Linked DNA regions of Mus musculus: regions 1, 2, 3, 5 and 6 are each linked to region 4. Evidence: chromatin contacts called from public ChIA-PET, Hi-C, HiChIP or PLAC-seq, Micro-C and promoter capture Hi-C data. All regions are on one chromosome and are shown on one strand. The core of a region is the stretch at or near the end of the contact, and the rest is flanking DNA. Distances in the headings are between cores, read along the strand shown.

The links. Promoter capture Hi-C pulls out the DNA fragments that hold promoters and counts their contacts. Hi-C and Micro-C count contacts between places; a contact is called where the count stands out from the background. ChIA-PET counts read pairs in DNA pulled down with a chosen protein or histone mark. HiChIP or PLAC-seq counts read pairs in DNA pulled down with a chosen protein or histone mark.
Region 1: a contact with region 4 is called in a Micro-C map of embryonic stem cells, with 3 times the contacts expected there. The contact joins the enhancer-like site here to the promoter of Dek in region 4. A contact is called at or near these places in 2 of 39 promoter capture datasets (the C10 cell line and pre-B cells), 1 of 484 Hi-C or Micro-C datasets (embryonic stem cells), 2 of 115 datasets of contacts at active chromatin or transcription factors (bone marrow-derived macrophages and extraembryonic endoderm stem cells) and 1 of 9 other capture datasets (liver).
Region 2: a contact with region 4 is called in an HNF4G HiChIP or PLAC-seq map of pancreatic cancer cells. The contact joins the promoter of Nup153 here to the promoter of Dek in region 4. A contact is called at or near these places in 15 of 39 promoter capture datasets (the C10 cell line, the HPC-7 cell line, cranial neural crest and 10 more), 15 of 484 Hi-C or Micro-C datasets (B cells, CD4 T cells, the G1E-ER4 cell line and 7 more), 17 of 115 datasets of contacts at active chromatin or transcription factors (the SCID.adh cell line, bone marrow-derived macrophages, effector CD8 T cells and 10 more) and 3 of 9 other capture datasets (adipose tissue, embryonic stem cells and liver).
Region 3: an RNA polymerase II ChIA-PET map of effector CD8 T cells shows a contact between it and region 4, with 11 read pairs. The contact joins the enhancer-like site here to the promoter of Dek in region 4. A contact is called at or near these places in 5 of 39 promoter capture datasets (the C10 cell line, embryonic stem cells, fetal liver and 2 more), 23 of 484 Hi-C or Micro-C datasets (Th1 cells, embryonic stem cells, erythroblasts and 9 more), 10 of 115 datasets of contacts at active chromatin or transcription factors (effector CD8 T cells, embryonic stem cells, epiblast stem cells and 5 more) and 3 of 9 other capture datasets (adipose tissue, embryonic stem cells and liver).
Region 5: a contact with region 4 is called in a Hi-C map of muscle stem cells, with 1.7 times the contacts expected there. The contact joins the enhancer-like site here to the promoter of Dek in region 4. A contact is called at or near these places in 2 of 39 promoter capture datasets (the HPC-7 cell line and liver), 1 of 484 Hi-C or Micro-C datasets (muscle stem cells), 1 of 115 datasets of contacts at active chromatin or transcription factors (pancreatic cancer cells) and 1 of 9 other capture datasets (adipose tissue).
Region 6: a promoter capture Hi-C map of embryonic stem cells shows a contact between it and region 4, with 2.9 times the contacts expected there. The contact joins the enhancer-like site here to the promoter of Dek in region 4. A contact is called at or near these places in 4 of 39 promoter capture datasets (the 3T3-L1 cell line, embryonic stem cells and hippocampal neurons), 1 of 484 Hi-C or Micro-C datasets (embryonic stem cells), 6 of 115 datasets of contacts at active chromatin or transcription factors (embryonic stem cells, epiblast stem cells, extraembryonic endoderm stem cells and 1 more) and 2 of 9 other capture datasets (liver and pancreatic islet).

Annotation. Positions count from the first base shown.
Region 1 is chr13:46,757,248-46,761,174 of GRCm38.p6, forward strand. The region is part of intron 36 of Kif13a (kinesin family member 13A); the gene reads right to left. Among named protein-coding and RNA genes, the nearest start is that of Gm24620, 8.4 kb to the right of the region's middle. Within about 2 kb of position 1,639, at least 22 of the 459 cell types and tissues checked have an H3K27ac peak or open chromatin away from gene starts, as enhancers often do. A contact at or near this core is called in embryonic stem cells, where this site is marked.
Region 2 is chr13:46,726,564-46,730,679 of GRCm38.p6, forward strand. Nup153 (nucleoporin 153) reads right to left here and starts at 1,286. Exons shown (of 22, transcript NM_175749.2): 1 at 797-1,286. The coding sequence starts at 910. All of the region lies in intron 1 of Gm46412 (a long non-coding RNA gene), which reads left to right.
Region 3 is chr13:46,688,395-46,692,451 of GRCm38.p6, forward strand. It overlaps Nup153 (nucleoporin 153), which reads right to left. Exons shown (of 22, transcript NM_175749.2): 17 at 665-856. Among named protein-coding and RNA genes, the nearest start is that of Fam8a1, 21 kb to the left of the region's middle. Within about 2 kb of position 2,592, at least 44 of the 459 cell types and tissues checked have an H3K27ac peak or open chromatin away from gene starts, as enhancers often do. A contact at or near this core is called in Th1 cells and effector CD8 T cells, where this site is marked.
Region 4 is chr13:47,104,893-47,109,078 of GRCm38.p6, forward strand. It overlaps Dek (DEK proto-oncogene (DNA binding)), which reads right to left and starts at 1,329. Exons shown (of 11, transcript NM_025900.2): 1 at 1,181-1,329; 2 at 680-845. The coding sequence starts at 836.
Region 5 is chr13:46,840,967-46,844,739 of GRCm38.p6, forward strand. The region is part of intron 4 of Kif13a (kinesin family member 13A); the gene reads right to left. Among named protein-coding and RNA genes, the nearest start is that of Gm22960, 60 kb to the right of the region's middle. Within about 2 kb of position 1,420, at least 76 of the 459 cell types and tissues checked have an H3K27ac peak or open chromatin away from gene starts, as enhancers often do. A contact at or near this core is called in adipose tissue, muscle stem cells and pancreatic cancer cells, where this site is marked.
Region 6 is chr13:46,807,524-46,811,654 of GRCm38.p6, forward strand. It overlaps Kif13a (kinesin family member 13A), which reads right to left. Exons shown (of 38, transcript NM_010617.2): 14 at 3,168-3,298; 15 at 1,635-1,721; 16 at 1,368-1,534. Among named protein-coding and RNA genes, the nearest start is that of Gm24620, 42 kb to the left of the region's middle. Within about 2 kb of position 2,823, at least 30 of the 459 cell types and tissues checked have an H3K27ac peak or open chromatin away from gene starts, as enhancers often do. A contact at or near this core is called in embryonic stem cells, where this site is marked.

The DNA.
Region 1 (3,927 bases), core at 389-2,888, 350 kb before region 4:
AAAATTATTCCTAAAGGCTGAGAATGAGTTGGGAAACATGAAGCACCCATGAACTCTAGGAGATAAATAAGTAAATAAATAAATAGGAATCAGGCTAACGGGATAAGGACAACTTATGCCAGGAAATAAAACCAAAATCCTCAGTAAGTATTCAATGTCTTCTAACATTTAAAAGGAGACTAAAAGTTTGCTTGAGAAATGTTTTCAAGGAGGGAAAAAAAAAAAAGGTTTCTGGCTCACAGTGCACAGTGGGGACTTTAGTTAGATAGCATATAGCACAGTGTGCTCATTTAACACCAGATCTTAAAGGGCACTGAACTGAGTCCCTTACTTACTACAGATGGCTTACGAGCAAAAGAAAGGTTACAACCCTTAGAGCCTGACCCAAAGGCGGAACACCGGGTCAAACGCTCGGCTTCTCTGAAGCTCTCATCTTTGCGCGTTTATTTTTTGCCCCATTTAACGTATGAAGGTGATATTTATCCATAGACAAAGTACTTTGATTTTTTTAAAGAGAGGGACCCTTGGTAGGGAGCGTTCCACAGGGAATGTAATTTCTGCGGTCACTATAGTCGGCTTGTGGAGGGTTACCAGAAATGGCTACCAGCACAGCTATGCATCCCCCTCACCCCCGGGGGGCTCTGAGGCAGAGCGCAGACCTGCACTCAGGATGTGAATCTCTCTGTCTTATGCTTCCAGTAACCAGGACTTGGGGCAAATTGCTCAATCATCCCAGACCTTTGTTTCTTCAGTGAAATGAGAGGAGAAAGCCACGTTGCCTGCAGGACCAGAGATGGGGACTGTGGATACAGGGGAAAGGGTCAACTTTCTTATTCCTATTCCCTAGGCCTCATGACTTCAGAAAAGACGAGCTCAAAGCTGCTCCTAGTGGTGCCCGTGTGATATCCCAACTACTTGGGAGGTTGTGGCAAGAGAATTTTAAGTCTGGGGACTGCCTTGGCTACACAGTGAGACAGCCTGGGAAATTTAGCAAGAATTTGTTTCAAAACAATTAAAAAAATAAAGCGCAAAGGATATGGCTCAGGGACAGAGAGCTCGCCTGGCAGAAGCCCTGGGTCTAATACCCTGTACCGCGATATGAGATAAAAATAAAAGCCTGGGGGGAAAAATGCTGGGTTTTTTTGTTTGTTTGTTTTTTGTTCTCCCCCCCCCCCCTTTTAAATCTTATTTATACAGGATAAGGCATATGCCTGTATATCTTTTTAAGTGATCAGACACAAGCTACAAGAGTCAGTCATAGCCAAGTTTGGTGGCATAAACCTGCCATCCTGTACTCAAGTGGCTGAGGCAGGAGGGTTGCAAGTTAAAGACCATCCTGGGCTCCATACTGAGACCCCGTCTCAGAAAACAAAGAAACAAAATAAAACAACAACAACGATGACAAAAAGGAAGGGAATAGCTTATGTCAATTTATGAGAGGGGAAATAAAATAAAAGCTTTCCCAAGAAAATAAAAGCCCCCAGCTCAAACAAGCGAGCCACGTAGACTACCAAAACATTCCGGAAGACCCGCCAAAGAGAACATAGTGCAACCGCCCCAAGCGCAGTGCGCATGCGTAGTAGGCATGCGCAGCAGTTATGCCTCTAAGGCCAGCAGAGGCAGCCTTCTCTAGTCTTGTTCCCGGAACAAAAAGATACCAGTCAACCCTGCTCAGCAGCCGTACATGATGCATTTGGTCACACAGTGCCCAAGTACTGCTCAAGATGTCTTGGGTCAAAAGAATCTGGTGCGGTCCTCTACTCTGCCTGCTGAGATGGGCTTCGTTTTAAGCTCTTTAAAGGAAAGGCAGGAGAGTAACTGTGGGGCAAGCTGTGTGAACTGCACATCTGCGTGCTGGATAGCACTAGAAGGTGCTCCTGGCAGCCTCTGGAGGGTATTGGAGCAAAATAAATGGCTCTATCAGACACACATCCTGACAAGCTGAAGGGTAAAGGCACAGCCACTGGCCCTTTTAGTGCACCCAGTGATTTTCTACACTCAGAGAGGGGATGGTGAGGTTAAGTGGGGATGGCTCTTTAACATCCACGCAGGTGAAGGAACAGTCTCTGGCATGCTACCCTCTTCCCCATGAGGAGCTAGATAGAGCAGGCAAACAGAACTTAGGAACACGAGTGGCTAAGGAAGGGAATGGCTGCTCTTCCTCCCCTCGGTTAGGATCAGTAGTCACTGCTTCATGATCTAACTGCCTCTCTGAATGCAGATGAGCGGCCCCCTGCAGCATCAGCTGAATGCAGATGAGTGGCCTGCTGCAGCATCAGCTGAAGATGCAGTTAGTGTCTGCACAGCGCATGGCGCAACTAACGGTCTCACACTGATGCACCATGAGTGGGCCTGACCCTGGGAATAAGACTCCCCACACTGCTTAAGACAGCGGGTCATAGGCAGCAGCAAACATCAAACAGCTTCCTCTTGCCCAGGCTGGGTTTCCCCCCACCCCCTGCTCAAGCCTAGGAAGGCACAGGAGAGTGAAAACCATGAAATCACATCACATGATTCTTCCCAGACTTCCACACCTACAGGTTTAGAAAAAAAAATTGGTTTTAAATTGAGGTGTATCTTATAACGAAAAGTAACCAGGAACCATGGTGTTTGAAAAACTGGCATTTCATAGGTTTTGTTTCACTTTATTCATTTATTTGGAGACTGCTCACTCTACAGACCAGGCCGGCCTTGAACGTGTGATCTCAGGTGTGAGCCGCCCCTCCCAGCACTTAGAACGTGCAGCTTTGGAACCATGCTGGAGACCAAGGTTTTGCAGGCAGAGGTCTACCTTACTTGTGCTGAGTAACACAGATTCACCAATCTAAAAGCCAGGCCAAGAAGAACCAGGTTGGAATGTTTTGTCAGGTAGGTAAACAGAAGCTGCTGGTGCTGGGGGGATCGAGCTGAGGAAGGATGACTGGGCAGAGCAGCTACAAACTACACAGGTATCTTGGTAGCAGCCACACAAGAAAGCTTTCAAACACACCCACAACTAAGTGCGGGATTACTTACGCCAAGTAAATGCAATTCCTCTAGGTAGATTAACTTCAGAATCTGGGCAATGTGCGTAGACACATTAGAGAGATTTTGGTATTATTTAAACTGATCTTGCTGTTACACTTTTCTTTATAATGACCAGAGCCATCAAAGGTGCTTCCCCCCACTAGCTACGAAACTTAAGATGATGTGGAAAGGAGTTAAATAAAATAGCACACTTAGAGAGAGAGAGGGGGAAAAAATCACAGTTCAAGGTTGCACTCATGCAAAAACGGCATTACCAAGAGCAACACTTCATTTGTAAAGTCAGGACTCAGCACCTGTCTTAATTTCTTTGAAAGCATTTGGATGGCGGATTGGGAAAGGGCTTCAGACCCACCACCAGGTGATATGATAGAAACATTGCAGAACTTACAATCTTCTTCTCGGGTTTGCTACTGTGTTCTACTGGCATGCTGCTGCCATTGCTTCCTGGGGTTACAATGCAGCCAGGGTTATGTGCCTGGGATGGAGGCATGCTCTGCAAAGGTTAAGACACACAGATGCATCACACACAGGAGACGGTCACAGCCAACATGTCTACCAAGTACATGCATGTTAGAAAGAGCAACAACAACACTTTTATTACATGTGAAGGACACAGCAGCCAATGTTACGGGTCAGAGTTAAACTACAGGTAAAGTCTTAAAGGCGTGCACATACTCTGTGGCAAGGCAAGACATTAGTTTTATCAACAAGGGGACACATAAAGGCCTGTTACAGTTTCAAAATGCCTTTCGGGCACCTCCTTCTCTCTGGAAGGATACAAAAGACCAAAACGTCATTGCTACAGAGAAGCCAACCGTGGCAACAATAATTAAAACCTCCTGTCACAGCCCTGCATGCTTGAGAGAAAGGCTTCTGAGAAGGGGCTTAATGCATGCACAA
Region 2 (4,116 bases), core at 36-2,535, 380 kb before region 4:
AAAAATATTTGGTGTATGAGATCAGAGCTGAAGAACTGGTCAACTGTAGAGAGTGGATGATTCTGGTCTTCAGTATATAGAGCGGGGTGGAGAGAAGAGAGGGAAGAACCACGCATCAGAGACCAGACGTAAGAGCGGCGAGGGACTTTCAAAACGCCTCAGTGCCACATAACTATAACTCAGTTAAGAGAGGAAAGGATGAGAAGCTAAACCAGTGTGTTCCGATCTGGAAAGGCCAAGCAGACAGACGAGGGGACCGGACTACCATTAATGATTTAACGCGTCTAAAACCGAAATTATTCCACGATATGGGTAACAGCGCCCCCTCCCCAAGTCTCTCCGGGCCGCGGTGGCAGATTAATCTCCCCGCGCACCCTGAACCCGGGAACACAAGAAAGAAAAAGCCTGCCAGCGGATGGGCCTGTTGCCACATCTTTCCCTTGTTCCCTTCGTGAGGTCGTGAGGAATACCATTTAACCCCCAAAAACCCGCCAAAAAAAAAAAAAAAAAAGAAGAAGCAGCAGCAGCAGCAGCAGCCCGAATATCCGAAGCCTGAGATTTCTTTTCCCGCCCTGTGCCCGCCAGGGAAAGCCCTTGGGCGGGAGGGCTGGGAGAGGCCGCTCGCATCCCACGTGTCTGCCGCCAGGCCCGGCCAGGCTCTACCCACTTCCCGTCGCCACCCGGGTCCAGCCTCAGGCCCTCTGGTCCCCTCCACGTGGGGCCGCCGGGTCCTCGCACCGCCCCCCAAAGAGACCGCCCGGAGCCGCCCAGTCGCCACGGCGTACCGGTCCCGTACCTGGTGTTGGGGTCGCCCCTGTTGGTAAGGCTTCACCGGCCCCTGGTGGCAACGACGAGTCCGGATCTTGCCGCCGCCGCCGCCCCCTCCTATGCCTCCGGCTTCCGAGGCCATGGCGGAGCCTGGGCGGCCTCCCACTACCGCTCCCGGGCGGGAGAGGCAGAGGCGGCGGCCTGAGGGCCTCCCCCGCCCGGCCCTAGGCGACACACAGACACAGCGAGAACCGCGAGGGAGCGAGCGGGAACTGAGAGTGCGCGCGGCGGCGAGGAAGGCGGTGGCGGCGGCTGAGGGCCCCGAGGTGGCTGAGGAGCGCCGGCCGCGTGCGGACCCCCGCGTCTGTGTTTGTCACCGTCTCTATGGAGATCTCCCGCCGAGGCCGGCGCGAGCAGCTCCGGGCGCCGCTGAGGCCTAGCTCGACCGCCCGCTGCTAGAGGCTCCTCTTCAGTCGCCCTGGCCGTCGCTGCCGCAGTCCAGGCCGCTGGCGCCGCCCGCCAACCCCTCCCCCTGTGCGCGCTGCGCCCGCCCCACCGCCGCCGCCGCCGTCGTCGTCCCTGCAGTCGTCGCCGCCGCCGCCGCTCTTGCGCCTATTACCGCTGTTGAGGCGGCCGCCCCGGTCGCGAGCCAGAACACCGTCACTCCTCCGCGACCGACGCTTTGCGTCATCACGCTGCGACAATGCGGGGGGGGATGGGTGAAGGAAGGAAGGGTTGGCCGAGCCCGCGCTCCCTGTCGTGGGAGCCTCTGGGAAATGTAGTTTTTCTGGCCAGAACGCGGATTCTCGGAAAGGCAGGCTATAGCGGAAGGACACCCACGGAGCACCGCAGAGGCACAAAGCCCGGGTCATTTGGCGGCGGTTGGCTGCTTGTTTAGATTCAGAAGGGCACTCGACACGAATACTGTAATCTCCCATTCATCAATTATAAGCCGAATGGAAGTAAACAGTAAAATCAAAGAACCATAATGCATCACAATCCGGGGGGGGGGGGGGGGAGACCGCGTTGAAATTAACCGTGGCCGCGATCCCCAGGCCAAAAACAAAGTAGGAAAGGCATTTGGCACTTGGGAGGCAGACACAGGGGAATGGCTAGTTACACATTACCCTCAGCTTCATAGTGAGATTCTGTCTCAACGAAAGCAAAAAATACAACTTCATTACTGTTTCATTAAACATATAAGGGCTTTGTTGTCAACACACACCGTGCTGGCATTCTGAGTTGCTTCACTACTTACAAACTTGACCTTGGATGACTCTACTATTTAAATCTACCTTATAAAGTTGTGGGGAGCTAGTGCGGTCGTCTGTGTAGAGAGCACCCAGTAGATTTCCTGGTATACAAGAAACGCAGTAAATGGTTGCAATTATGACCTATGCAATCAACACACATTAAGGGTGACTCATATATCCCTAGTAAACATATATTTGCTTCAGTTAATATTATAGTTAGGTGACTAAACAATGTATCCTCAAAGACCGGATACACCGTGTTAAAGATGCAGGCATTAGACAAAAGGTCTGTGTGATCATGTGGTCCAGCCTAGTCATTCAATGGACTATATGGAAACCAAGAAAATTTAAGGGGCACCATTAAGGGTATCGATTTAGAGCCTGGCTGGTGACAGACATCTTTGATCCCAGCACTCAGGAGTCAGATGTAGATGGATCTCTGTGACTTCAAGGCCAGCCTGGTCTACAAAGCGTTTTCCAAGACAGCTAGGGCTGCATAGAGAACTGACTTGGAAAAAAATAAAAGAGGGTGGATATCTAATTGGGCACTCAAAGCCAGGACTATAACCCAGGGTTTTTTTGTTTTTTGTTTTTATGAAATAAGTAACTATGATTAGGAAAAAGAATCGATTATGGAGAATCATAGACTTAATGTTCTATTAGAGAACAGCGTTCTAAAGTTTATAACTATAAAATCAAATAGATTGTTTGAATCTGTCACTTACTAGCTGTGTAGCCTTGGGGAGATTAGTGATCTTCTTTCTAAGCTTCACTTTCCTCATCTGCAAATAGAATGAATATTTACCTCAACAGGGACACGATTCTGCTTATAATAGCTGTACAGACAGAAAGCACTTAGTGCCAACCAGAAATCCACTACCAAAAGTGATCTCTTGCACCAGCCCACCCCCAAAGTGTACAATTCAAATCACTATTGAAATCAAATTAATAAAACAAAACTTACAGTACCTTTGAACTTATAGTACCTTTCAGAACATCAAAGACCCTGCTGTAACCAGTTGGTACAGTCTGTGTCTGACCTTAACCCCTGAGACAAGTTACCAAAGTTGATGAAAAGAATTCATTTCCTCTCTTTCTGTGTCCTCCCTTCCCAACCTGCCTTCACTCTGAGTGTGTTCTCTCCCCCAGGGCTACAAAACAAGCAGAACTGTTCCTCTCTGGTCCCTTCTCGGCCCAACAGAATTAAGTTTCCAGCAGAGGCTAGCAGCTCATTCCTGGAAGGGACAGTCTTCACAGAATTCATGAAAAAGTCCACATCCCTTTTGGGCTTGATCGCAGTTATTTCATTCATTTCCTGCATATATTTACATAGAGAGGAAAAAAAATACAATGCTCTCATATTTGTGTGGTTGGTTTGTTGCAGGCTGTGGCAGGAAAACAATGACATCCAAAAAGTCCACATTATATCTAGACTGCTCTCTAGAGCCAAAACAATATGTCTCAATTCATGAAAAGACGATTACTGCTGGGGTCTCTCTGCCAATAGAGACCCAGTATTTTTCCAGTTTAACATGGAAACCGTTTGCCAACTACAAATCAGCAAATAAGCAGCTGACCTTCATCTGGCAGATGAAGGATTACTAGTAATTAAAAGTGAAATACAGTTTCCTCAAACCCCAATCTGGACTCAAATTAGTCTTCATTTATTTTTTTTCAAAAAGGTAAAAAAAAAAAAAAAAAAAAAAAGCTCCAGCCAATAGAATATTCAGAGATGGCAAATACAGGAAATTATGAAGTTTTATGTATTTATTTTACCCTCTAAACACAAAAAAATAAGGTCTGGACTATAATGTCTATTCATGCAAATAATTTCCATCAGATTATTGTTACATCACCATAATGTTCTGCCCACCTTTTCATGTGATAATTACTACCATGTACTTCAGTAAATAGAGAAATAAAAAGAAGCCCGTCTGGTGGTGTACAACTATAATTCCAGCACGTGGGAGGTACAAACAGAAAGATTAAGAAATTTAGGGCCAACCTGGGCTACATAGTGAAGCCCTGACTCAAAAAAGTAAATAAGCAAATAATCAACACAAAGAACTATGCGTGGTGTGTGTGTATGTGTGTG
Region 3 (4,057 bases), core at 1,342-3,841, 420 kb before region 4:
ATTTGTGATTTGTAAAGATTAAAATCACTTAAGACTGGGGTAAATTATAAAATAAAGCTTAGTATATAGTTCTTCCATGTTCTCATCTTGAAGGCTAATTTCGTTCAGAGATTTCTGATCTTCAAATCTAAAAATTTCTATTTCCACTTCCTAAGTTTTCCAGTGGTTAAAAGAACTCAAATGGGGTTGTCAAGATTCGGAAATACCAGCCTACATCTATTTAGCATTAATAACCGTGTGAGAGTCTTCCTTTATATTCATATAGTAAAATGGATAGCATAAAAGCTTACTCAGCCGTGCTTGCTAAGTGCTCTCTTTTGCTCAGCCACACTCAGAAGCTAGATGGCTTTTACAATAAGGCCCTAAGAGTGTAAGTTCTCAGTCAAGTAAGAGTCAAGTTCATACTTAAACCTGGAAACTGAGTAACACAAAGAAGTTCCTTATCCAGATACATAGATGGCATCCTGAGGAATGCCTAATTTGATTTTTACCATCATTCACAAATTTAAAAAAAAAAAAAAAAACCCACAAAAACAAAAAACCAAGGACTGGGTTTCATTTTATATAATTATCCAGAGAATGGGTACCTTAAAAACCAAACCTGCCCGCCCACACACATTTTACTTTAGCTAGGAACTAAAGGGGTTCTTTACCATAGCCTCACCTTTAAACTCAGACTTTGTGCCTGGCTTTGCACTTTCACAAGCTATGCACTTGGCAGAGTCTGCTTTATTTTGCACTAGGCACACTTCACAGTCCCAGCTTCCCTCGGGCTTTTTAAACTTGTCCAATCCTAAACAGCCTCCAGAAGACAGAGAGACAGGGGCAGGGCTGCTGCTTGAGGCAGATACCAAACCTAAAAGAATTGGGAAATGGAGGCAAGTTTTAAATTTATTACCATCTTAATGACACCACCAACTGAACATTTTCAAATTTCATTAACCCTTTCTACACACACACACACACACACACACACACACACACGAAGAGAGAGCGAGAACCAGAGTGAACCAGAAAATAAGCCTTACAGTGTTATAAATAGGACTTCTCAGATTTAATTTATCATTGCAAATAAACATCTCACTCTAACTTTTCTCAATGGTGAGCTTATTCTTAAGTATGAACTATTCCCAATTGTGTGTGTGTTGCTTGTGGCCGAGATGGCTTGGTCGTTCAAGTGCTTGCATTAACAAACAAGAGGAGCACATTCAAGCCTGGCGTGGGGGCTCACACCAGCATTTAATCCCAGCATTTTGGAGGCAGAGGCAGGCGGATTTCTAAATTTGAGGTCAGCCTGGTCTGCAGAGTGAGTTCCAGGATAGCCAGGGCTACACAGAGAAACCCTGTCTCGAAAAACCAAAACAAAAAACAAAAGAGGAGCACATCCCAGATCCCTGAGAACTCAGATAAACGCTGGGTGGACACAGTCCATCTACAATTCTAGCCTTGGAAGGTGAAGGGGAGACAAGGACTCCTTAGAGTAAGCTGTCTAGCAAGCAATCAAGGTAACGACTCAGTCTTTAGGTAGAAGCATCATCAGCAAGCACTGGATTTCCCTAAGATCCTGTGCCAAAATACAAGGTAGAGCCAATAAATAGTCCTTTAACAGCAGGCCTCCACAAACACACAAGCCCATGTTCATGCATACACCCCCACACACATACATACACATGGAAAGGGGGGTTGGAGGGAGGTGGGATATCATTCTCACAAACTGAGGCTGTGGAAACGGCTCACTAAGTCCAGCAGCCACATTTAAAAAGAAAATTTGAAAAATTAGGGGTTGTAAGACTAAATTGTTGCTGAGTTTGGAGGAACATAGCCTTTATTCTGAGCACTGTAGGAGACAGAAGTGAGCAGATTTCTCTGAGTTTCAAGGCCAGTCTGACCTATGTAACAAGTTTCAGGCCAGCCAGGGCCACACGGTAGGACCTTTCTTAAAGAATGGCTAAATTGTCCTTATCAATGTCCTAATTTCTTCAACTACTACAGAATTCTAAAATATAAGATGTAAATTTCAGGTAAAACGGAAAATATGCAGCCATATATATTATCAATTTCAAAGCACATACCTCTGTCTTAGAAATTTATTTTTCTGCAGACATAATCTACTTTATAATCCAGCCCCATACTTACTAGTTTTACACATTCCTGCTAGACTTTATATTACATTAAGATTACTAAGATGTGAAACATATATGTTCCTGGTCTAAAGGGGGAAAAATAAAAACGAACTGATGGCAGCATATCAGCAAGTGACTGACTTTAAGCATGCAAAGGAGAAAGGAACACAGAAAGGCACAAGAAGAAAGCAAGGTGATGACTCTGTAGGCAGAACCAGCGGGTGTGGAGGAGCAGGCAGACAGGATGAGTCAGCAAGGTGTGCTGTGTGAAGCAGGGTTCAGATAGAGCCATTTATTCTTGGGTTCCACTGCCCGCTCCATTCCTCTCATAGTTACAGGAACAATCTCTGCATTTTAAGTATGTTCTCTTTTATTTTGCTAGCAAATTTTGTGTCTGGTGGTGTCTGTTGTTGGTCCATTACCCAATCTGACAAGGTAGCACCTTTGTGATGGCTGTAAGTACCAGTGCAATCATTTCCTGCCACCCACGCTTTCCTGCTCTTTAGAAGCTTATCTATATCAATCAATCCTTCTGCTATTTTTGAGTCTTCTCATTTCCTTTTTTGAGAATCTCATGAGAACAATGTATTTTCATCATATCCATCTCTCCTTCCACTCCAATTCCTCCCATGACCCCCACCTATCTTTTAAACTTCATGTCTTCTTCTCTAGTTGCTATATAGATGTATGTACTCACATGTACATGACTGTAGCCAATTGGGCAAGAGTAACCCATCAGGAAGTTCATACCTGAAGAAAACTTAAGTCTCCCAGGGGTGGGACCTTGTAAGCCCTGTTAACTTTTCTCATTTGTGTTGGAAAGGTTGACTGGTATGTGTGGTCCTGAGCAGGTCTTACTTAAACAAGCAGACATAGCAATGAAAGGTCATGAGTGCAACTTCTCTATCACATCCAGAAGAAACTATTTTACGGTATTCTGCCCAGTCATTTTTTGTCTGAAATACTTAGTCTTATTCTAATCACTTTCTTCAAGTGTTATTCTGTCACAGTTGTTATTCCAGTCTGGTTAATCCAAGATCAATGTTTGACTCTGTCCAGACCCTTATGATAGCAGAACTCAGTTTGGAATGCTTTCCTCAATTCACTCAACTCATATCTACTTCTATGACTTCAAATATCAAACTATGTCCTGTGATCACCTAAAACCTGTAAGTCCAGTCTCTATGATGTATCCAAATGCCTCAACTGTATATCTAAATTTCAACTTTAGCAATTAGAAATTTGTCATTAACAACACATAGTTCTAAATCCTCCCTCATTATTCAACTCCATCTGATTCTTTATCACCATTATCTGCCATTTATATTACACAAACTTCCAAAGCTGTCCTTCCAAATTCTGCTGCTTTGAATTCTGCTACATTGTTCAGAATCATTCCTAATTCTAATTCTAGGGGATCTGATGCCCTCGTCTGACCTTCATAGGTGTCAAGCACACTTAGGGTAACATACATACTACAGGTACATACAGGCAAAACACTCATGCATTAAATGAATAAATAAACTTGAAAAAAATAAGTACTCTGAGCTTAGAAACATGGCTCTTGCAGATTAGATTATTAGTTTCAAAATACAATCTAACTCCAGTTCTAAGGAACCTAATACCATCATTCTGGCTTCTACAGGCTAACACACATGTGCTCATACACAGACAGATACACATACACATACCAAAAACACTTTTTCCACTCAAAAGTAAAATGATAGCTGGAGGAGGGGCAGGTGACTTCTGGTTCCAGACCAAGTTTGGTATAATTTTCTATACTATGTATTTATATCTACCAACTTCCATGGCCACAAGGCTAGACCCTTACTGAAAACTATAGATAGATAGATAGATAGACAGACAGACAGACAGACAGACAGACAGAGATAGATAGAGATAGATAGAGATAGATAGATAGATAGATAGAT
Region 4 (4,186 bases), core at 79-2,578:
TTTCCAATAGCTGAGCCTGTCGGGTAGACTGATGCATGCACTCTGACTGACACAATGCTTCTTCGCCCCGCTCTGCCTCTACTCAAATGAGGCTTCTTACCACCCTCCTTGGGTCAGAATCAGTCCCCAAAACCGAGAGAGCTGCGGGCTCCCGTTCTAACTTTCAGTTCAGTTTTCTCATTTTTAAACTACTTTCTCCAACAGCAACAACTTTCACGGCAAAGAAAAGCACTCCCACAAGAACCCTTATGGGGGAGGGGCGGGGGAGGGAATCAGCAGCTACACACAGCCGAGAATATGGAAATGAAAACATTTCCAGGATTTGCAAGAATGCCTTGCAGTGTTGTTTCGTTACGGAACCTCGGGGTAACTTCAAAAAGCGGATCTCAGACTTACAAACTCCCTAAACGAACGACGAAGTGTTCTGAAGGCGCATCGGGAAAAGGCTCTTGCTACACTTGCACCGAAACCTTGGCAAATACTCAAAAAAAAAAAAAAAAATCCAGATTCTCTGCCACTGATTGTTAGCATTCGCGTGAAATCCACCACTCCGACTTGACGCCTCTAAGCGTTAAAATGCAAGATAACTGTTTCCCAAAAGGAGCGAGGGAAGGGGAAACTTTTGATGTGGGAAAAAAAAAAATCCACCCGTGAGGGATGCGTATCCCTGCCCACCCACCTTTTTCTTCCTCCTCGTCCTCTTCATCATCGTCTTCGTCATCCTCCTCCTCCTCCTCACTCTCTTCCCTGGGACCCGGCATCTCGGGTTCCTTCTCGGATGAGGGCGGCACGGGGGCGTCCTCTCCCTCCGCAGCGGGGGCCGCCGCCGCCGACATGCTGGGGGCCTGCGGGCGGGGAGGAAGCCGCACGCTTCGGTTCTCTCGCTCGCGCGGGCATGGAGCGTGCCGAGCGCCCAGCGTCAGCTCCCCTCCAAGTCGCCTACCCTGGGTCTGTCACTCGGCCCGCCTCCCCGGGGATGCCCGAGGCGGGAAACCGCACCGCCCTCTCAGCCGCCCGCGCGCGCTCCCGCCCGGCCTGCGCCGCCCCGGGCCGGCTCGGGCCCGGCCAGTGTGGCCCAGGCGAGCCGAGCCTTGCGAGTCCCCTCCCCCGCGGCGGGCCTCAGTGCTTCTGGCCGCGTCCCCTCCCCGCTGCCCCGGCGCCTCCCCGCCGCCGTCCTCACCGCGGGTGCGCACGAGAAGGCCGCCGCTGTGTAGAAGTCGCGCGGGGCCGAGGTCCTCGCGCCGCGCGCTCGCTCTCTCTCGCGCTCTCTCTCTCCCCGCTCCTCAGAATCAACAAGATTTTCAAAATGGCGGTTCGGGAAGCAGAGCGGGAAGGCGCCGGCCAATCAGCGCGCGGCGCTGGGAGTTGGCGCGCGCGGGAGGGCGGGCGGGAGGCGGGGCGGCGGCGTCTCTCGCGGGCTGCCCGGGCGGGGTCTCGGGGGGTCTGCGGTCCGCGGGAGGACCCGGGTCGCGGCGTCCGGCGGGTGGCTGGGTGGGTGCACGGGGTGGCGGGCGGGCGCGAGCCGGGGCCTCCGCGCTGAACGGTTGGACGCTAGGGGGCCTGCGAGCTTCCAGCCTCCCGATCCCGGGAGAAAAATGACCGGCCGTCCTGGGCCGCGGAGCCGGGGAGCGTCTGGAGGTGACGAAGTTGAGGGATCCGCCGAAGTCTTTCTCGACTCGACTTCACGCGGCGATCACCCCGCGGACGGGGTTGATTCGGAGCCACCACGTTTGTTTCCGAGGGGTCGTTCGAGATGAAGGCTTCCAAATGAGACCTACTTGCGAGGCTTCCCGTCGCCGGTACGCTGCACCGTGACAGGGACCCACCACGTTAAGTGCTCACACCACCAGCGACATAAATAGGTTTCAAACCGGTGAATGTTAGACAGATTCACCCTCTTCCTTTCTCTAGCCCCCTTGGTCTCCCCTATAATGCAGATACGGTATTTGTCCAGCCACACTCTCCTGTCAAGAATTCTAGGCAAGCCCTCTGATACCTTTTAGAGTCCACAGTTTAAAAGCAACATTTCCTTACGTGCTCTCCTATGTGATTGTCTTCATTTTTTCCCTACCCTGAGAATAATCTCCCTCCCTCCCTTTTTTTTATCCAGTCAACCTGGTGGAAATATGATTGGTTTCATTTGCCATAATAGTCTCCAAGTTGAGGGACAAAAGTTAGACTTTATTTTCTTCTGTGCCCCTTTTGTAAACATACGCAAAGTCCTGCTATTTTTGCTTTCAGATCTTAAGCCATCTCCCATTCTACTGATTCTGCTCACCTTTCTTTGTTTTTTAGTTTGGGTTGCAACAGAGCCCTTTCCAAGGGCTACTCTCTCTGCCTTTTCCCACTAATCACACCTCAGCCAAAGCTATTTTATTTAGTTTGATCTTCTGCTTATAAGCCTCAGATGGTCCCATCATAACTTGGAATAACCTCCAAATTTCCATATCACAACGTGTAAGATGCTACTTAACTGGCTGCTGACCCTCTGTCTGATGGCTCCCTGACACAGTTGGCCTGTCAGTCACACATGCCTTCCCTCATGTTCCTGCACATGGCTGTCATTCACACTATCTAGGATTTACTCTTCCACTGCCAGGGCTGCTCCTTCCTATTGTCATCAATGAACTCGGTCCTTCCCATCACTTATCTCTGGTCAAGTATTTCTCTTACCTCCAGGCCATCACTGTTTTGATACCATTCTCATCCGTTCCTTTATAAGTACCGAATCCTCTGTCCATCATAACAGGCCTGCCATCTTGAAGACGAGACTGTAGTTGAGACATTAAGCAAAAATACATAGATTGTGTGGTAGTGATGCAGCAGTCACAGGGGGATCTGGAGTACCAGCAGGGGGGCTTTCCTTTTAAAAGGTCAGTGATTAAAGGAATGAGAGCGGAGAGAGACATGGTATGCTCTAAAGGATTATCTAAGCTGGGCAGTGGTGGCGCACACCTTTAATCCCAGCACGTGGGAGGCAGAAGCAGGTGGATTTCTGAATTTGAGGCCAGCCTGGTCTACAGAGTGAGTTCCAGGACAGCCAGGACTACACAGAAAAACTCTGTCTCGAAAAGCCAAAACAAAACAAAAAAACAAAACCAAAAGGATTATCTACATTACTGGACATGGGAAATAAGGGATAAGAGGATGAGAGTGAAGAGACGACATATTGGGAGAAGGAAGATTTTAGAGATGTTAGGATTGAGATTTATGATCACCAAAGTGAAAATTACAAATAAGCTGTCTTAGGGTTTTACAGCTGAGAACAGACACCATGACCTAAGGCAAGTCTTACAAGGACAATAATTGAGGCTGGCTCACAGGTTCATAGGTTCAGTCCATTATCATCAAGGTGGGAGCATGGCAGCATCCAGGCAGGCATGGTGCAGGAGGAGCTGAGAGTTCAGATGAGAGTACATCTTCATCTGAAGGCTTCTAGTGGAAGATTGGCTTCCAGGCAGCTAGGATGAGGGTCTTCAAGCCCATACCCAGTGACACCCATATTCAACAAGGCCACACCTAATAGTACCACCCCCTGGGCCAAACATATATAAGCCATAACATAGGCAGATGGACATGAATGTCTAGAGTTTAGAGGAAGAAGCAAGCAGGAGCTCACAATACAAACTTAGCCACTGTCAACATGTGGTTGGCATACAGAGCCCCAGCACTGAATGATGTCACTTATAGGATGAACAAAGGTAGCGATAGAAATTAAGTAGCAAGGAGAGATAGTCTCAAGACTGAACCTCTGAATACTACAGGCTTATGAGTTCAAAAGAGGAAGGCAAGCCAGCTAAGAAGCTGTAGATCAACAGTAGCCAGTGGTAGAGGAGAATCAGAGCTGTGTCCCAGAAGCCAAATGACTTCTTCACTAATAGTGCCTTCCAAAGAGTGTGACCAACTGGGGGAGATGTGAATGAAGAATTGAGCATTGAGTAGAACCGTATTCTCCATGACTGGAAAGAACTGCCTCTGTTAGGTAGTAGGTGTGAAGGTGCTAGGAGTGGGGCTAAAAGGTGAATTCAGACCCTCTCCAGGAATTTGGCTTTACATTGAGTATAAGAAAGCAATAGTTCAAAGGGACCCTCCTTTTGAAGGAAGAAGATATTACTGTTTTATGATGGCAGTGACTTGGGAAATCAAAAAAAGGAAGGGAGGGACAGCAGCTGGAACCACTGTATCG
Region 5 (3,773 bases), core at 170-2,669, 260 kb before region 4:
CTGACCCCTTGGGAACAGCAGTAACGGCCTCCCAGCCACCATGCTAGGTCTTTACAATTCAGGGTCTTGACAGCAATGCACTAAAAGGAGTCAACTTGGAACAAGGGAAAAGACAACTAAGTCCTGTGTCCAACATCTACCTACGGAACAGACAGGATGGACCGGGGCCTAGGAAGTAGGATAATGAAGAAAGAGGGTATGGTCCAAGTTGTTTATAATCCACATTTAAAAAAAGCACCACCATGGACACAGCAGAGTGGATAGAACTCTTCAGCAGGGTGCGGCACAGTATAGACTTCCACGAACAGAATATACTTCTACGTGGGAGAGTATAGGATCTAAGATTGGAACGATGTTATAGCTTAGGTCTTTAATGTCTCCAAAGTCCCACAAGTTAAAGATTGCTGTCCAGGGTAGTACTAGTGGGAAATAGTGGAGTTTTTAGATGGTAAGAACCTAAGTGTGTAGAGAAATCCTTGGATTATTGGGGGTACGCATGAAGAAGACTTAGAACCCCAGTTTTCCCTTCTTTACTTCTTGACCTTGAGGTTAAAGGTTTTAATCTACCTTGCAGCCAGTCATTATACCCTGTCTTTTATCTCAGTACCAAAGCAATGGGGCCAATCAGCCATGAACTGAGGCCTCCAAAGCTTTTCTCTCTATGTAAGGTTTGATCTCAGGTTCCCTATAGCTACGGAAGCTAACCAATACAAACCCAACCCGAGATCAAATTGATCTCTTAAGCCCCTTCTTTTCTTCATCTCTTTTCCCTCTAGAGTTGGGCTGGCAGGAGCTTGGCTGTGCATTTGTGAGCTGCAACTCCTAGCCCTGCTTCTTTATGAAGGTGCTTTCTCCTCTACACAGGGCTGACAGCCACAGTAATTTTGATGACTCTGAACTTGGCAGGGGCTCAGATCCAAATCTGAGCACCTGGATAGTACAAGAATGGACAGGTCTCGCTTGCATACCTCAAAGGGAGAAGAAGGCCTTATTTGAATGAGGTTTAAGCAAATTCCTTCCTCAAAGGCCTTTGGCGTGGGGAGTGCAGCTCACAAAATTTCTCACATCCAGAGACTTCAGGCCATATTTAAGTTGAATGAAACCAAACTCTAGTTCAGATAAAGGAACAAAGACGTTAAGCCTACACCTGGAGGTGCAAATTTTAATTTTTCAATCAACTTCAGAAGTTTACTGTGAAGGGACCTGGTAAAGAGAACTTGAGAAACTGGGCCACGAAGTGAAAGCAAGCCTCAGGCCACTTTCCACTGTGGCATCCAAGTGCTATCAGAATGGCCGTTCAGGGAAGTGTTACTTGTACCATGGTAGGGAGTGTCTTACCCAGACAACATTTCCAACCCAGGGACACTGCTAGGGCTGGCATGAGCTGGCCGTTTCTGTTGTTGTTATTTCTAGATGAAGTGGCTGACTCACAGGGAAGAGAGCCAAGGAGCAAAGAAAGCAAGATCGACTGGGGAGCCTGTCTCCACACGAATGGCTGCTGACAAAGAAGCGTCCCTCAGCTCTGACAGCATTTGACAATGATTCTCTCCAGTAAGGTAGCCGGCTCAAGCTTCTGTCCCTTCGAGAGCTCCTGGCTGTGGTGGTCTTGGGGAAATGTGTAAATAGTGCTCAGCCGAGCACCTGGGCTCAGGAGTTTGGACAGCATCTGTCTGGAGAGAAGATTCAGGTACTAACACTCCCAGCTCAGTCCCACACCACGGCTTCTTAACAGAACCACTCTAGGGCTCAGGGAGACGAGACATGTCCAGGACAGGAGTCGAATCCATACGTCATCGATAGAATGTATCCCTGTTTTTATGTCATCGATAGAATGTATCCCTGTTTTTATGTCATCGATAGAATGTATCCCTGTTTTTACGTCATCGACAGAATGTATCCCTGTTTTTATGTCATCGATAGAATGTATCCCTGTTTTTACGTCATCCATAGAATGTATCCCTGTTTTTGTTTCCATTCACATTGGTCATTGCTTTTACCTATAAAAGGTAGCAGGACCTTCCCAAACCTCTATTTTTCTTCTCTGTGAAATGTGGACAACAGTATTTCCTATCTGACTCTACCTTCTGGTCATTCTATCTGCCCCCACATACACACATGCAAAAGGCTCAACACCATGCCGGGAAGGAATGTGGTATGTGGACTGTATTTTATACTGTGGTGACAGTTATCTGCCCCTCTGAACACAGCTATGTCAAACTGTTTCTGGGTCAGAAAAAGGAAACATGAAAAAGTTGGGGTGAGGAAGGATTTAAAAGGATATCTGGAGGCAGGGCTGTGCGTGTCTGTGCACACAGCACCCTGGGTCCCAGCTCCAGTGCAGATGAACCCTGTCATGGTGGTGTACGACTAGAACCCAGCACTTGGGAGGTGGAAGCAAGGTGGTTAGAAGTTTAAAGTCACCCTCAGCTTCAAACACAGCAAGTCGGAAGTCAGCCTGGGATATACGAGACCCTGTCCCCAAATTGAAAAGGGGCCTGGGGGTAGGGTAGAGAAAAAGACACATTATATAATAAATATATGCTATAAATGTAAATAAACATATATGTCTACTTTAAAGTTCATAACTTGCTCATTCATATTTTGGGCATCTTTACCAATTGAATTCTCCTGAACTGAACTGCTCACTCGTGTCCAGCTCTTGAGATTCACAGATATCAATAACCTTTATTGATATAAGCCTGATCCCCAAATCTTCTACCAGTTGAGGTATGATCTATAAAGAGTCAGTCGTACTGGGTTCCAAGTTGGTTTATATCAAATGGATGTCTTTGTGATTATATACTTTAATTAAACAAATGAGTTTCTGGGTCATTGAGATGGCTCAGCAGATAAAGGGGCTTGCTGCCAAAGCCAGACAACCTGAGTCCCACTTAACGGAAGGAGAGATCTGACTCCAGCAAGCTGTTCTCTGATGTGTGTGTGTGTGTGTGTGTGTGTGTGTCCCCTTTCTCCCCTCTCCCCCTCTCCTCCTCTTTATTTTTAATAAAAAATTCTTTAATAAGAAGAATTGTTGATCTTAAGGACTTAGGACGCTCAGGATCTTGATGAAGCAGATTCTCTAGAATGGTCACACGTGTGAGACAATTGATAAAACGCCGTAAAGGAAAACGAAATCAGACCTGGAAGGGGCTTATGCTGTGTTTCTTTGGTTAGCGGCTTTCAAAACAGCAGGCACTGTGTACAACACAGGCTGACCCTAATGATGTCTGAGCAGCCAACATCAGTGTTCCTGCTGACGACATGAAGAACTGCTGCAGCTTTCCGGAATGGCTAATAACTGTCAGCTACTTCCGGGATGCACAGAACTTGCTAAGAGTCTCAATTCATCCTCAAGTTCCTGATAATGAAGGACTGTTATGATTGCCTACCGTTTGGGTCCAAGAAAGCCAACCCCAAGAGCCTGGGCCTTTTTTCTCCAGGTAGTTACTAAGAGTTCACTTCAACCATCAAATGCTTACGCCTAAATGCATTAGGCCCTATTGATATTATGCCATTCTGCCCGCAATTTGGTTCTAATTTGGCAACCGATAGCTCTTAGAATGTTAGTTTTGGTGCACACTGGCTCTATCGTCTCAATTCCCTTAAGCAACGAGAAATTGATCATTTCCACCTCTGACCACATAACCTCCCCAGATGGGAACAGAATCAAACACGGCCATCCGGCTCTGGCCTGCAGCTCAGCCCTCAGCCTGGAGGTGCTCCTGTATCCTCACACAGTGTGAAACACATGAGGAGATCAGGAGTCAGCAGTA
Region 6 (4,131 bases), core at 1,573-4,072, 300 kb before region 4:
CTCCTTACTTTAAATATTAATGTAGGACTCTCCCTAGAACCAGAGCTCACTAAGAACTTCCACTGGGCAGCTTGCTCCAGGGACCCTGTTTCCACCTCTCCCGTGTGGGATGACGGTGAGCTGCCATGCGCACCCGGCTTTTCTGTGGGTTCCATGGAGGCTTGCAGAGCAAGCGCTTTACTGGGTGAGCCATTTTCCCTGATCCTCTTTCACATCTACATGCAAATGAGCTGCGTTTTAGGTCAGTACTTACTCCAGAGGTCTAGGAGACTACTGAAATAATGGAGGTTACATATAAAAGTGCCACCCCCCTGAACTGCTGAGTTCTCTGCAGGAATGAAGCCATTAGTAACAGCAGCTGTAACACTAACCACCCTCTCCTGTGTGGCTGGACGTGTATGGGAAGGGACTGTGGGAAGGAGCCAGAGCTGGAATATGGTTGGGGTGCCATTTTTGGGAAGAGAGCATTCCTCGGTCATGATCAAGAAGCAGTTTTGCCAGGCAGAAAACCTTTGTTTCATGCCAACACTGCCTGCCTGTCAGACTTTGCCAAAGCTCAAAGCACTCGCCATCCCTCAGCGGCCCCGCTGAAAGCCAGCCAGGTTCCCACATGCTAAGGCAGCCGTTAAGAACCTCTCTCCCAGTGTTGGTGGACGAGCTTCGTCTGAAACCACAGGAGGGGGAAGAGGATCTTCAGGTAGGACCACCACGGGGAAGACCACCAGGCTGACAGGCTTACGATGGGGAAGCCACCTAGCAGGAGACGGAATGCTGAAGACACCAAGACCACCTGCTCATCTGCCTGCATCAGAGCATGTGCGTGTGCCTCGGAGGGAAGCACCTCTCAGGGGAACCGGTGGAGGCAGGGTGGCATTGTCCTACGCAGGTAACCAGCCTGGACAACAGTTCGCTTTAAGCATCATTTTCACGAAAGGTACTTGAGCCTGTCAGTTAAGTAAGTCTCTCTGGAGGTATATAATTCCCAAATGAGCTCATAGTAAACACTATTTAAAATATTTAAAACTCCTCAATCTGTATTTTCTCCATAACTTTTTCACTCTTCCAGAAATGACAAGACCAATGATGTAAAATTTAATTATAAAAACAAAAATCTTTGTCAAATCCATTCAGTACATACTTTGTGACCATGGAAATGCTATCATAACTGGTCTGGTGACAAGAAGTCCCCCAAAGGGGGCCATCTGCACACTCCCTGGTTCCACCTGAGTTCTCTCTGCAGTCTTAATACCACTCCTTGCTGATGATGGCTCTGCAGATAAAGAGCTGGCTGTGTCTAAGCTTCGGGACAGCTCTGCTTCTACACCAGAGTCCCTCAGAGATGACATAGGCCAGAGCCACTTCCTTACCATTGCTGTTCAGTGTTTTCATGATGACCTCCATCTGTGCGAACTCGTAGTTGTAGTCTGGCTCCGAGGAAGCCTCGCTCGCAGCGTCTAGATCGTGCTCCGCGGAACTGGTTTCTCTCTCAAAGTCTTTCAACCAGTCCCGCCGTTTCCTCTTAGGCAAGTTAATTCTGTGGAGGTTTTCATCATTAGATGATACCAGCTCGATTTATACATAACAGAAAAAAAAAAAAAGGAAATGAAGAACGCTAGAGAGCGTGAAGTTGTTACCTAAAAAAGTGGTTGTTTCCCCATAAGATCCTGTCGCCGTGCCACAGCTGGGTAGTACTGCAGACAAGGGTGCCATTGACACAGGACCTGGAGGGACACAAAGGAAGGTGCCAGGTGGATAGAAGACAGTAGCCTCAAGACTCACAGAAGTGACAGGGACCGGTCTCCTAACGGATGCATTCTGGGAGACATTTGAAAGAGTAACAGAAACAGTCTCAGCAGAGAGCCAGGGCCTGCCCAGTCCCCTCAAAGAGGGGTCCCCAACTCTGTGTGTTTCTAATGAAGAGAGAAAGCATTTCATAACACTTAAAACCAGAGCTGGGGAGATGGCTCTTTAGGCAAAGCTAGTGTGAGGGCCTGAATTCAGAGCCCTGGAACCCAGGTTAAGCTGGAGGTGTAGCACACAACTGTGGTCTTATTGTTCTCAGGGAGACAAGGAAGGTAGACACAGAGGCCCTGAGTGCTCCCAGGCCAGCCGGCCCTGCCTATGCAGTGCTGAACAGGACACACACACACACACACACACACACACACATATAAATAGACACAGACAGACACACACTGACACACACACACACTGGCACAGATAGACACACACTGACAGACACACATACTGAAAGACACACACACACAGACATAGGACACACACTGACAGACAGACAGACAGACACACACACAGATTAAAGCACCCCTAAACCTTAAATACATATATTCAACAGCTCATTAAAAAAAAAAAAGTTGCTGGCAATTTAGAAACAAAGTACAGATGTGGAAAGGTAGTTAAAAGTAACTTCCCTAAAGGATGCTCAGGGAAACCTAATGACAAAACGCGGTAGACAAGATCTTTAAGTCACATTCTCCTACAATCTCTCATTAGTAAAGCCCTGGGCTCCACAGGGCTCTGACGCCTGAACTTTTGAAATTCATTCATGAAAACATACACCCTTCAGTTTAACCCTGGTTACGAAGGCTTTGCCGTAATAGTCCTAAAAAGAGCGCTATTATGCCTCAAAGTTACGATACTGCTATGATTTCAATACGCAAAGCCTCCACAGGCTCACGTGCTAGAATACTTGCTTCCCACTGGGTGGCGCTGTATTCAAAGGTTGTGGCATTTGGGAGGCGGAGCCTCACTGGAGGAAGTGAGTCACTAGGGGCGGCCCTTGGGCGATAAAGCTATCCAGTGTCTAGGTAGGTCGGCTTCCAGACATGACAGTGCCAGCTGCTTCATCCTCTGAAGGATCCTTCACCATCCCACCAGCCGTGCCTGCTACCATGACTTGCTAGCCATATGGATCTTACTCTTTCAAATCAGGAGCCAAAATATATCCCTCCTTTGGTTTTTGGTTTTGTATTTTGTTTGGTTTTGGTTAAGGCAACGAGAACGGTAATTAATACACCCTCCATAAACAGAAGGTAAATCCTCAAGGATATCTAGTGTATTCTTACTTTGACATAACTGCAATAAGCAAGGGGAAAGGGCCAGGGTCCTAAAAATGAGGGAGGGGCAGAAGCCTCCGCAGCGCCTCCTACCTTGCATTTTCTTTGGGCGTGAGAGTGATGTCTCCATCCGCTGCGATGTCGATCTCACAGTGCTCGGGCTGAATCCCTATTCCGAAGAGCTGGATGTCCTGAGAGGTATCTGCACCCACCCGGGTATGATCCTACAACATACAATTGAAGACGGGAGACCAAGTTCACAAGGGACTCAACCGGAAGTGCTCAAAGCACTTGGAATAAATCAGGAGTAGGAAATGAATCGCACGGGAGGTCTGGCGCTTCAAAGCCAAGGGCGGGCTGATGAGATGTCTCATCGGATAACGGCATTCATCACCAAGCCTAATGACCTGAGTTCAATCCCCAAGACCTACATGGTGGAAGAAAATCGTTCTCTGACCTCTAATCACACTCTTTGGCATGTGCATGTCTGTCATAGATAGATAGATAGATAGATAGATAGATAGATAGATAGATAGATAGATAGATAGATAGATAGATCAGCAAACAATGTAATATTTTTTTAAGCCAAAAGCTTACCTTCAAACATTTTTTTAAAAATGTTTAAACTCTACCAACACCTGTTCCTTTATCAGTGGTGATTAGGTGTTATTTTAAAACATAAGAAAATTGGAGTTAGCAGTAGCAGGCACTGAATTCTCATTCTGGATTGAAAATTTACTATTTGAAGTGGGTACCAGCATGCCACTTCATCCAGCTTTGCCACCACAGGTAAACTAAGGAGGAAGACAGTGAGGTGTGGCACTGGCGATTGGGGTTGGTGCAGAGGACAGCCAATGACACCCCACCTCACCCCACCCCACCTCAACCCCCAGTGACAATTTACCAGGTCAGCTCTAGAAGAACTGAAGGTGACTGGGCAGAAGTTAACTAGCTGGGGTTGGTACTCGCTGTGACTGGGAACTCTTTTAACTCTTAAGGGGCAGGCAAGAAAGAAAAGGAGAAATCATGCTGGCCCTGAACTTGCTACACAGTGGAA